2 separate regions of the Anas platyrhynchos genome follow, and region 2 is linked to region 1. Evidence: chromatin contacts called from public Hi-C data. All regions are on one chromosome and are shown on one strand. Each heading gives the region's core, a stretch centred on a gene start, on an enhancer-like site or on the middle of the called end of the contact. The rest is flanking DNA. Distances are from core to core; before and after follow the strand shown.

Region 1 (6,246 bases), core at 2,409-4,908:
GAAGGGCCCTGCCGAGCCCTGGTGTCTCCTGGCCTCTCTTCTGACCCTTCTTCCTCACCTACAAGTCTTTTGAAAATGCCTAGAAGAGGCAATACCCTAGAAATGTTTCCACTTTAATGACAAATAAAAACGGAACAGAAGATCCAGCTGTTCCTCCCCTGGATGTTGGTTTAAAAGGCAGCTTGCCTGGTTTTTGCAGGGTGGCAGTTCGAAATTTATGGACATGGGAGGAGGTCTCCATTCTCCCTCAGACTTACTACGGATGGTGTGACGAGGGCAGTCTGAGGCCCTTCTGTCCTGTCAGTGTGATGACCACCAGCCAACTCTTCTGACTAATTGCATATATTTCTCAGACGCCCTCCCAAGACCCCTCCAAAAAGTAAAAAAACAACAACAACAACAGAAAAAAAAAAAACAACAACAAAAAACCACCCCCCCCAAACCCTGCAGCCAAATACTATGACATCCCAGTTAGTAAACACAAAACGTAATGCTTTACAAAATGAATACAATATTCCATGTGCACCCAGCTTCCACACGTCAGCACCGCACTGAGGAGGCTGCTGGGCTGGTGTCTGTAGGCAGTTTCTGTTGGCAGACAGCTCCAGTGGAATTGCCACCCTCAGTTATTGTTTAAGTTATGTATAAGACATGTGTGAACCATTGGATATTTGTGAAGTAACACTTGTGCTCCTGCTCATGCCCTGTTCCGTCCGTCCCCCAGAAGCTGTCCGCCTCAGAGCCTGGGGGCTGTTGCGGACCCCTATAGCACTACCTCGAGGTACCCCTTGCATGGGCCCCGAGGGGTGACCCCATGGCTGGGGTCCACCTTGCATTGGATGGCCCCAAGCTTGTGGTGGGCCACCCATGGGATGACCCCAGTGAGGTCCTGCACCCCCAGTAGGATTGTGGGACCAGCCAGAAGCTCCCGGGTAGCTGTGGCTGAACGCCTCGGGGGAGAGATTAGAAAGAACCATATTACTAAAACCTAGCCTCATGCTTTCTGAGTCAAAGGCTTCGATCTCGCGAGCTTGACGCTCCAGCAGGCTTCGTATCCGTTCGGTACGCTCATTCTGTAATGCCAGCATCTCCTCCTCAATCTGGGAAGAAAAAAAAAGAGAGAGTCTGTAGCAGCAGGGCTCCTTTACGGGCACGGCCTCAAGTCTCCGAAGGACCTGAAACAGCAAACTAATGCAAAACCTTCTCCCCGGACTTCTAAAGGAGGCTGGATCTAGCTCAGATGTCCCCAACACACAATCTGTGTGCATGGCAAAGCTCAGCGAGTACTAGCTGGAGTGTCTTGGTGCCTGCTCCCTCATCAATACAGAGCCTTTCAGGGATGTGAATCCCAAGCCTGCAATGATACTAACAATTTGACACAGATAAATCTTTTAAGATGCAGCAAAGCCTACAGCTGCCATAGTAACCTACTGCAAAAGCACCTTTAGACAGAGCCAAGCACAGGATCTATACAGCCAAATACCTGCCAACACAGCTTAATGTGACCTCCACTGTTCGTCGCTGAATCCGACGATGACAGCTGCTCTTTTCTCCAGGATTCAATGTACTAGCCCACATTCAATTTCCTCTCCAATGTTCATCAGCCAGCTTTTCTTAGCTCATGTTTATCACCTCTTATCTATCCCTTTCCTAAATTGGTTGTGTTACCCTGATACTTCCCCCAGTGCGTGCGACTTAAGAAAGCAGGCAGTGATGTTTGCACCGGGTGGCAGATTATTAGCTGGATGATATGCAAGCTGGCAACTCCAGTATCCTCCCTGTGACACTGTTCCAAACCAGTTTCCAGCTGTACTTTGGTAGGGGCACTGGGATCAGCTCTTTTCAGTGCAGATAACTTTGGGCTACAGCCTCCTGACACCCATCAGGGAGGGATGAAAGCCTTTCTTACTGAAATCTTTGCAGGCAGGTGGAGAACCAAAGAATCGCTCCATTATCTTCTTGCCAGCACTGAAAAAGCTACTTTTGGCTTCAGTGAAATAGGCCAAAAGGGTAAAAAGCAGTAGCCAAGGCTTTTAAACAGAGCTCACTAGCATCAGCAGCAATGTGGTCAAGAGGAGTTATTTTGGTCTGTGCTGGAGGTACCGGGCAGAGCGCTGTAAGCATTCTCTTGCCTTAGTCAGGGAATACTCAAAATGACTTCATCTGGAATTTAGGAAACAATCTGCTCCTATGTGAGTCATCTCCTGAGCCATTCTGGGCTCTCAGAAACAGCCTTCTCCACTTGTCTGCTTCTTGGTGCTAGGTGAGTGACACTGACTCACGGAGCAGCCTTCCCTACTCTTCTGAGAGCCGTGCAGTGGTCAGCTGGCTTGCAAACAGCAAGAGGAAGGCGCTTTCTCTGACGTTAGCTCTTCAAAATGCTGCACATATTTCTTCCAGTGACACTATATAAAAAGAATCCCCTTTTCTTTCAGAACTAGAGCATCCTCAGCACATCTAGCTGCACATAGTTTTCAGTCTTTGCGACAGAAAACAAAACAAAACAGGACTTTGTGCAATCCAACTTTGCATGCCCAACGCGCTGTGTTAAAATGACATCACTTAGAAACAACCTCAGGATGCAGGACTGAAGATGAGGTGCCTGAGGCACATGAGAAGGAAACGAGTAAATCTGAAGTCTTTTAAAGACACTCCTGGGACACGCTTGTGACTGGTGCAATACGAACAACATCGCATCAGGGTGTAACTGGACCTCAGTCACTGGCACTTACAGACTGTGCAGGGATGGGGCTGGCTGCTGGCTCCTTAGCCTGAGTCATTTACGCTCTGTTGAGTTACTGTGGTGATGGGCACCACCAAAAACGGAGAGCACTGCGCTGAGAAGGAAGCAGAATCCTATGCACATGCTTACTTCTGGAACCTCATTTACCGTGGAACATCAGGGACTGACTTTGCCACAGGCTAGGTATGTAATTGTGCACGTGAATTCAGACATTCGACTTGTGCACGTACCTGCCCTCTCCCTGGCTGCCAGACAGCCTCAGTGAGCACAGGCACACAAATCCCTGGTGACACTGCTGAGCAACCCACACCAGAGCACTGGCAACTCCTACAAAGTCTGTCCACCCCTCCCTGTAAGGAATATCCCTGCAAAAGAAGGGTGCATCTACCTTTGCACCCAGTTCTTTTTCCTTGAGCTGCCACTAAGTAATTGTAATCCCAGCAAGAAAGTCTCACCTCTGGTCCACAACTTTGTGAGCAGCAATGCACTGGCATTGCTTATATTGCTAAATAAAGGCTCCCTCCCATGGGAGTCGATGGACTGTTATTTATTTATTTATTTATCTATCTGTTTTTAAGGTGTTAGTCTTGCAGAGACATACAGGACACATTAAAAAAAAAGGAAAAATTATCTTAGAATTTACTGTTGTTGTTTCCTTTTCTCCACTATACTATAACTTTACTAAGCTTCCTTCCCCATTACCAATGGCAAATGATTTGTATGGGCCTTCTGTGCACAGACTTTGATCCTTGTGCACGCTGAAAGACTTGTACAACATTAATATTGGTTGATGTGCGTTTCCATGAGCCACTGGCCTCAGTTCAGCTTTTGGCATCATGTTGTGTGCAGTGCAGTCTCTGCTGATCCCCCGCACAAAGAGATGGCCAGCAGCAGGCTTGCTATGTCACACTGCTTCCCAGAGCTCTCGTCAGCTCGCACCGCCAGAGGGCAATGCACACCCAGCCTGCTTACACGCTTACGTGCAGGGCTGTGACAGGAGCTGGATGGGAGAGGAACGACTAGCGATGGAATTTAAGGACAGCTATTCCACGCGTGGGTGCCACACAGGATCTCTGCTTTCACAAATTCAGTTACTTCCAGAGATTCATCTACTTGCAGGGGACCAAAGCACAGCAGGCCCATGCTGTGCTCTTGGAGATGCTTCCTCTGCTCACCATGAGGTGGAGCAGTTTTATTCCAACGAGGGCCCTCTACCAGCCAAGCATCCATCTGTTAGCCTCTGGGAGAAGTGTGAAGAACCTCGAGGCCACAGAGTAATTGCTGTAATTTAATAATCGCCGAGCAGCAGCAAAGTTTGGGACTGCTGTGTGAATGGTGACAGCTGGCACCCACAGAGCAAATCAAAAACGGAAAAAAGCTGCAGGAGGAAAGCTGTGCATTTCCTTTCACTGACTGCTGCACTAACTACCCTTCTTCTGGATTGCACAGACCCCTCCCTCGCACACGTTTCTATAAACACCATGTTTCTGGCACTGCATAGAAAAGCATGCTTCAACAAGGAGCCCCTTAACACATATAACAGCCAATTCAAGTTGAAACCCAGGGAGCAGCAGTTTGCCCATGCTTGTGGCTCTGGCTAGTGCAGTTTAAGGGCAACGCTGCTGACAGCAGTATTTCTGTAACAAGTGTCATTTCGTAGGGAACTGCAGCTGGGTCTCCACACACTGACAAATGGAGCAGAGCTACACCAAAATAATCAAACATATTACCATAAAAAACAGGGTCTCAAATCCCAAGTCCATCTAATACATTTTAACCCGTCCCCCTGCCACCTTTTTGCCCCCCCAAATTGCTTGTACCATGCAAATTTCAAGGCAAAAACCAAAAAACTTCATGTTAGGTTGTTACATCTGTTCTTTTATAAACTGGTGATGTTAATTTGCAGCTCAGAGACAGAATGAAGAGTTTGCTTTCCTTTCTGTGCAGAGAGGCACGACTCCCTCCGGCTCTGGCATGCCTCAAGCAGTTCTATCCCAGCCAGAAGCTGCTTACATAGGATGGCTGAGCTGGCAAAGTTTAGCCTGCGTGTCACTGAGCTATCATCCCAGAAAGGCGAATATCCAAATGATCCATGTTACTGTATACAGCAAGGTAAAAGCAATTTCTCTCTATGCTGATAGGTACAGTGCAATTTAGGATCTGAGATCTGAGTGTGCTAATGATGCTCGTATGCCCATTTTACCTTCTGCTCAAGGAGGGCCCGACGGAGGGATACCCTCTGTTCAAGATCACGCAGCTCCCGATCATGCTGGGCTTCTGCCTGCATCTTGATTTTACTCTGATATGCATTCAGCAGCTCCAATTCTTGCTGCAGCTGCATCTTCAAAACCTGGCACTCTGCTTCCTGTGCTTCATCCAAACGCAGCTGGGAAAGGCAGACAATAGAGATGTTTCACTATGGGGTAACCACTCATGACACTCTCGGGGAGGACTGTGGGGAGAGGGAGAGAATGGGATGGGACTTTGTTTTCTTAGCAATACAATTGGTCTCCATTGTACTTGGTTTCACTGAACAGAGAACCTATAGTGACAAAGACTGGTGACTGTGAGCCCACAGTGCTGATGCAAGTGACGCTGATGAGCGGTGGCGCCTCAGGAACCACGATCCATGCTGCAGAGAGCAGACTGCTGGAGGTGCTAATATCCACAGCTGTCCTTTTGGTAGAGGCAAAGAAAAGGTCTCCTGCTCTGTTCAACTGGATTAACCAATTTCCTGTGAGCAGGAGACTTTAAGTTCATATCCCTGCCAATGTATGACTTAGGGCAAAAGAATAAAATGACACAAACCTAAAAGCAATACAATACTGAACTTTTCACTTCTGATACATAAATTAGGCCAGCTACCCTGCCTCACAGTGTCAAATTTGTGCAGAGTGACAAGCAGGATGCAATATGCAAGAAGTGCAAAGAAAACTGCACATTCAGTTATAGCAGGGACTCACAGAATTGCTCAGGTGGTCATTCTTTAAGAAGGGTTTACAGAACCTTCACAACACTTTTAACACTTTTTTTTTTTCAGGTTTAAAGTCAAACCTCTGAACTCCTCCATGACTCACCGAGCATCTTCCACCAGTGGGACATGCTTTGGTTGGTATCAATGACAAATCAAAACCTAAACGACTTATGACAGCAAGTTGCACATGATTTAATGATGCTCTAACAGAGACATTCACGCTGTCAGACTTCATGCAAAAGCAGACCTTTAGCCACACGGATGCATCACTTTGCATCTCTGCAAGAGCAGCTTCAGCTCCAACCTGTCTGATGGGAGTAACACCTCTTTCCTCTGTATTTGAATTCAGCTTTTTAAATACAGAGGAACGACTGCGCAGGGTATGGCATGTGTAGCAAGGAAGCAGATAGCCTGCTGTCAGGATACAGATCGGTTAAAATGCAAACATCCCTCTTTGGCTGAGGAACCCTGGGTCCCTCGGAGGCGACTCACAGCTTGTGTAGAGAGCATTTCATTAATGCTGTGATCA
Region 2 (6,257 bases), core at 448-2,947, 81 kb after region 1:
AGCATGAAATAGCCCGACAATGAGAAATTTGTGCCTGCCCTTAATAGAAAGCGCAGCGTCTGAGGACTACGTGTCCCAGCATGGCACGCAGACGTCAGGGCACGGAGCAGTGCTGCATGCTGGAACTTGTAGTGCATGAAAAGACATCTCGGCACTAAGCAGGGTGTGCGGGGTGCCCGTGCTTCCTTCGCCAGGTGTGTTACGGGGCTTGGTGGGCCCCAGGCTACATTATCTTGTGTTTTTTTTTTTAATCTGTTTTGTTGTTGTTGTTGTTGTTTTTTTCCAGCTTTACATGGTTAATGTAAAACTGACAACACAGCGCTTCTAAGAAACAGAAGACTTGCTTCACCTTTCATGTACGTGCAACACGCTGCCCTTTGTATTTAGATTTCTGCTGTCTGTGTGTGCAGCTGATTTGTCCGTAATTGTTTGCTTTCTCCGGAGTCTTTTGAAGCCTGTCTTCAAGCCAGTTCCCTATATTAAAAATAAATTCTTCCAAGCCACCAATAAAATGTCAACTGTGATTAAAGCCTGACTCTTGGGTTCGAGAGTTGTCTCCTCAGCGCCGTGAGGTCGCTCTGAGTCAGCGGCTGCCAGCACCGTTACTCCGGGGAGCAGGGGCAGAGCCTCCCGTTCGCAGTCATCCTTTAAACGCTTTCACTGCGCCTTAAATTGCTTTGCAGTGTGCTGGAAGAAATGCAAACTGTAGGGCCTCTTGGGCACAGAACTCCTCTTTCAGGCACCTCCAACCTTGAAAAGGAGCCCTCGGTGTTAATGCAGAAGTTGGATTTGTGGTAGGGAGGGTTTTACTTTGTACGTGTTAAAGAACAGGGAGGGGGAAGCTGTGCTGGAGGCATATGCTTTCGATCGTATTCTGATGAAATAAAACTAAGGGAAGGGCTCTGTGTTTTGTGTGATGTCCTGCAGAGCAGAAATAAAGCCTGATCGGGCTTTCTGGACAGAGAAGCTTTATTATTTTAATTTCTTAAAATAACACACAGGTATTAAGGCTACAACTACAAGCCCTGAGAAGCTACGCAATCCTATTTTAAACACAATCCTATTTTAAGGATGGGCTATGCACCCTGTTTATTCATTTTGTGGCTATTATAAGTCTTTAATTACATGATTTTCTTTTACCGCTCACCCCCCCGGTTGCTGTAGGGCACACCACCACCACCTGCAGCTATTTCATCACCCTGAGCCCCCCACACACAGGGCTGTGACCCCAGCCAACACATTTTAGTGTCCCCCAACCCTCTCCTTACCCCTTAAACCCCCCCTGCAGCCCGACCCCTCTCTGCGACCCGGGGGGGGCTCCGCTGAACCAGCCCCCAGCCCTGCCACACCGGGGGCGCTCCAGCGGGCTTGGGACCCCCGAGGAACCCCCCAGCAGAAGCTCCAGACCCCTTCTCCTCCTCACCACATCCTCGGGAAGGCTGCGAGCACCCGTTTGTGGGACCCCCTTTTCCCTCCATCCCCCCCCAGCCCCCCTTTGGGGCCGCTCCCCACCCCACCCCCGCTCCCAAATCCCGCACCCAGCAGCTCGGGGGAGGCAGCACCGCCCCGAGCCGTGGGGCCGGCCTCTCCCCTCCATATTTTTTGACTCCCCCCCCGGGGTTTTTCCCTTCCCTTTCCGCCGGTCGGGGCGGGGCGCGGGGCGGGGGGCGGTCGCTGCCAGTCCTCCGCCGCCTCCCCCCCAGCGCCAAGCCGCGTCCCAGCCGCCGGAGCCTGCACGGCCTGAAAAAAAATATATTTTTTTTAAAGAAGGAAAACACAGCGAGAGGAAAAAAATATATATATAATAAAAAGGCACGGCACGGCTGCTCCCTCTCTCAAAAAAAAAAAAAAAAAAAAAGAAGAAGGCAGCGCCGGCAGCGAGCTGAGCCAGCCCCCTCCCCATGGAGGAGCAGCCCCCTCCCCACCACCACCACCACCACCATTACTACTACTACAGCCACCACCGCCCGCACAGCCCCTACCTGCCGCCGCCCGACGGCCGAGCCCAGCCCAAGCCGCTCCACAAGCACCAGGAGGCGCCGAAGCGGAGAACAGGTCCGGGGCTGAGGGGAATATGGGGGGGGGGGGAGGTCGTGGACGGGGCTGGTGACCTTCGCGGGGTGGCGGCGGGGCTTTCCTCATCCTCCTCCTTGCTCCTGGTCGTTCTCCTCTTTGCTCTTCATCCTCCTCTTCATCCTCCTCCTCCTCCTCCCCCGGCCCGGCTGGAAGCTTCTCCGCCGCGCTGGGGCCGCTTCCTGTCCGCCATGTTGGAGCCGGCGCGGCTGAGGGAGCCGCGGGGCCGCCGGCAGCGCCGGGCACGTGTGGGGCCGGCCCCGGGGCTGTGCGGGGAGGGGAAGGGAGAGGAAAAAAAAATAAAGAAAAATAAAGAAAGGGAGCGAGGAGGCGGTTGGGGATGAAGGGGATGAAGAAGGGGGTGAAGGGGGTGAAGGGGGGGGGGAGGCCGCCCCGTGTGGAAAAGTGATGAGCGTGCAAATCAATGAGTCACGGAAAGCGCAGGGCGGCGGCCTCCCTCCCTCCTCAGCCTCCTCTCCTCAGCCTCCTTCCCTCTTCAGCCTCCTTCTCTCCTCAGCCCCCTTCCCTCCCTGCCTCCCTCCTCAGCCTCCAGCCGCAGCCCCGTGAGGAGCCCGATGTTGGGGGAACCCCCTCAGCCCCCTCATGGAGAGGCCTCCTCCCGCTAAAGCACGACCTCACCCCCCCCAACACACACAGACACACCGCCCGTTCTGCTCATAAATAAATAAAAATAAAAATAAAAGCGGCCGGGGGTGCGGCGGGTCGCGAGGCAGCGCGGGGTGGGATGAGGAGTCGCGGTGCCATGTGCGTGGGGGGGGGGGTTGTTTTGGTTTGATTATTTTTTTTTAGTGTTTTTTTTTGTGTTTTTTTACGTCCCCCCCTCCATACACATACTCCTTGAAATCTTCACTTCCATCAGCAGGGAGCTTGGGGGCCCTGGGGCAGCTCCCTCCTGCCCAGGAGCCCCACAGGTAGCAGGGGGGCTCCCCACACACTGCCCCCCGACACCCCCTTCCTCTTGGCTCCTCACCTCCTTCCCACGTCCTCCTCACCCCCCAAAATTTGGGTCACTGCCCCCCTTGGCTCCAGGCCGGAGCCAGCCGCCCCAAACCTTGATTTGGGGCAAAACTCAGCTGAGTTGGGAAGCCTTGAAAACTGGGACTCGAAACTGCTGACACGCTGACTTGGTGAAATGGATTTTTTTTTTCTTCATTTTGTTCTTTTTTGCTCCTCGTCCGCAGTGGTCTCGTGACCGCGCGTATTGTTTTGTTTCGTTAGCTGGTGGTGTCAGGAGCCCCGAGTCGCGCAAGGTCAGCTGCACCACGTTACTCCTGAGCGGGCTTCCCCCGCTCGCTGCTGGGGAATATTTAATTTTTAGCCCTCGACTCAGCTGAGAGTCCCGCCCTGCTCGTTTTCTCTGGGATGAAGTATTTATGGGCCCTGTTCCGAGCAGCGCCTTTGGAAGTTGCAGTGGAAGTTGTGGTGGTTGGAGATACTCGAGTGTAGTAAAACCCTTTTTGATCCCTCTCGGCAAAGGGGGCTGTGGAATTTCTGTAAAGATTCCCTACAAGGATTCCCGTGTTCCCGAGTCGCGCAGAACTTGAGCAGTTACATCTGCCGCGCATCTGAGGCTCCAGGATGTGAGGATAACAATGATTTTTTTAGTATAGCTGCATAATTCAGCAGCAGCGGTGACAACAAAAACATTCTTTTCCAAGCTGGAGCCCTGCCCGCTCTCGGGCCTGGGGGACGCGTGGTGCTCTGCGTCGGCTCGAGGAAGGCGAGGTGGTTCGGTCTGGGCTTTCTGCTCCGCTTAAATCATGACCTCAAGACCTTGAGAGCCTTCAGGCCCGGAATTGAAGTCCAGAAGCAAAAAGGGGAGATGAGATAACAGCACAGTGCCCTGCTTTGGTGGGCTGGGGCCCTCACGGGCGCTTCCCTGGGATGTTCTCGGTGGGCAGGGGGCCGGTGGCGGTGCTCGGGGGACGTGGTGCTTCCCTCGCCTGCTCGGAGCACGTGTAGGGAGGTGCCGGTTGGAAATGACAGAGGAAATGCTGCCACCTTGTCTTCCCTCCAGCTCCCAGCCGGACTCGCACGTGGCCTTCGGAAGGCGGCTCGTTGCCTCTTCTAGAGGTGGCGCTTGGAGGAAGGTGGGAGGGAGGGGTGCTGGTGCCACAGGCCTGTGAGAGGACAGAGGCCGTGGAGCTGGCTCACAGGGTAGATGCCGAATTTCAAGGAATTTTGGAGCGAAGGCAGCAGGGCCCTCTCTCTTGAAGCATCCTGGGAATTTCCTCTGCGTGACCTGGAAATGGCAGCTGATGAAATAGCTCGCCAGGTTGCAAGGGGGTTTCAGTACAGCGTATTTTCCTTGTGTAGCATTCAAGTGCCTCTTTGCTTTATTTTGTTACCTGTGTTAAACACCGCGCTGCTGTTGGGTGAGAGCCGGTAGCTGCTGGTGCCTTCTGCTGAACCTTTCCTTGGCTTCCAGCAAATAAGGATGTATTTTCATGTATCGGAGAGCAGACAAAGTTTTCCTATTTTAAAACATCTGCTCGGCAAAACTGTATATGTTCGGGGCTGATTACAGCTTTTTGCAATCAGAAGTGTAACGATTCCCGTTCTAATTCTTGCTTTTTGTTGTCTTTGGCTTTCTTCTAGGCTATGGAGAGCTAAATGGTAACGCAGGGGAACGAGAAGTGTCGCTGAAGGGCCTGTGCTCTGATGAAACCACCAACCCAGGATCCAGGGTACCCAATGGCAGCCAGCAACTCGTAGACACTAATGTGACCCCAAAGCAGACCGTTAAGGCCGGTGCTTTGGGGAAAGCCGGAATCAAAACCAAGAACTTCGTTCAGAAAAATAGCATGGACAAAAAGAATGAGAAGTCCTACGAAAACAAGCTTAGAGAAAGTCAGTCCTCAGACAAGCCAGAGGGAGTGTCTGTCCCAAACGGCGTGGTGACCAATAACTCCAGCTACATCACCAATGGCTACGTAGGCAAGGGGGCCGATAACGATGGTAGCGGCTCTGAGAGTGGATATACTACGCCTAAGAAACGGAAAGGCAGGCGCAACAGTGCCAAGGGTTGTGAGAACTTGAATCTAGTACAGGACAAAATAATGCAACAGGAGGTCAGCACGCCGACCTTAAAACAGGAACTTGAGAGTTTCAAGCCTGATTATAGTGAACAAAAGGGGAACCGAATCGAAAATACTAAGCCCGTTTGGAAATACGAGGCTGGGGCTGGTGGAGCGGGCCGAGGAAAGCCTGGGCTTGGGGATGTACAGCGAAAAAACTCTGATGCCAAACCTGGGATTAGCAGCAAGAAGTTTGATGACCGGCCCAAAGGGAAGCATGCTTCGTCAGCTACGTCTAAAGAGGACTCATGGACCTTATTTAAGCCACCCCCAGTTTTTCCAGTGGACAATAGCAGTGCTAAAATTGTTCCCAAAATAAGTTATGCAAGTAAAGTTAAAGAAAACCTCAACAAAGCAGCTCAAACCCCATCCACGTCATCGTCGTCGTCTTCGTCATCTGCCGGGGAAACTCAGGCCCAAACATCAAGTCGACTGTCCCAAGTCCCCATGTCTGCTATGAAATCTGTTACTTCTGCTAGCTTTTCCAACGGGCCAATTTTAGCAGGGACTGATGGAAATGTATATTCTCCAGGGACCCAGCCACTGCTCACAACTGCTGCTAGTACTGTAACATCAACCTCTTCTGAGTCAGTACCCCAGGACATAAGTACAGCTTCGACAGCTCTCGAACAAAAGAAATCTAGCCTTTTTATCTACCCTTCAAATATGCAAACTGTGCTTCTGGGTACAGCGCAAGTCGACTTCCCATCGCAGACAAATCAGCAGAACCTGGGAGATATCTTCCAGAACCAGTGGGGCTTGTCGTTCATAAACGAGCCCAGCGCTGGCCCCGAAACTGTTGTGGGGAAACCTGCGGATAATCAGTTAATGGAAGTGACATTTCAAGGGGAATATCCTGCCACTTTGGTTTCACAGTGTGCTGAAATCATTCCCTCAGGAACTGAACAACCTGTGTTTCCTAAGGCTTACGAGCTGGATAAACGGACTAGCCCTCCAATTCTTAGCGCTATTCTTAAGCCTGGGACTGCTGTCGAGGGTGGTGTCGTAGCTTTGGAGTCGCATCACGCCGGTGAGCTGCAAAAGGCAGACACCGGTAGCCAAGGTGCTTTAGTGTTTCTTTCAAAA

The links. Hi-C and Micro-C count contacts between places; a contact is called where the count stands out from the background.
Region 2: a contact with region 1 is called in a Hi-C map of subcutaneous adipose tissue, with 2.3 times the contacts expected there. The contact joins the promoter of NUFIP2 here to the enhancer-like site in region 1. A contact is called at or near these places in 4 of 8 Hi-C or Micro-C datasets (liver, skeletal muscle and subcutaneous adipose tissue).

The regions. Positions count from the first base shown.
Region 1 is chr20:4,740,128-4,746,373 of IASCAAS_PekinDuck_T2T, forward strand. TAOK1 (TAO kinase 1) reads right to left here. Exons shown (of 20, transcript XM_027471817.3): 18 at 6,210-6,246; 19 at 4,947-5,129; 20 at 1-1,100. The coding sequence ends at 639. Among named protein-coding and RNA genes, the nearest start is that of ABHD15, 14 kb to the left of the region's middle. Within about 2 kb of position 3,659, at least 3 of the 8 cell types and tissues checked have an H3K27ac peak or open chromatin away from gene starts, as enhancers often do. A contact at or near this core is called in subcutaneous adipose tissue, where this site is marked.
Region 2 is chr20:4,822,961-4,829,217 of IASCAAS_PekinDuck_T2T, forward strand. NUFIP2 (nuclear FMR1 interacting protein 2) reads left to right here and starts at 1,698. Exons shown (of 5, transcript XM_038165848.2): 1 at 1,698-2,055; 2 at 4,693-6,257. The coding sequence starts at 1,902. LOC101804034 (a long non-coding RNA gene) reads left to right here. Exons shown (of 15, transcript XR_011804259.1): 14 at 1-194; 15 at 287-535. LOC119713285 (a long non-coding RNA gene) reads right to left here and starts at 2,121. Exons shown (of 2, transcript XR_005260347.2): 1 at 1,983-2,121; 2 at 270-1,740.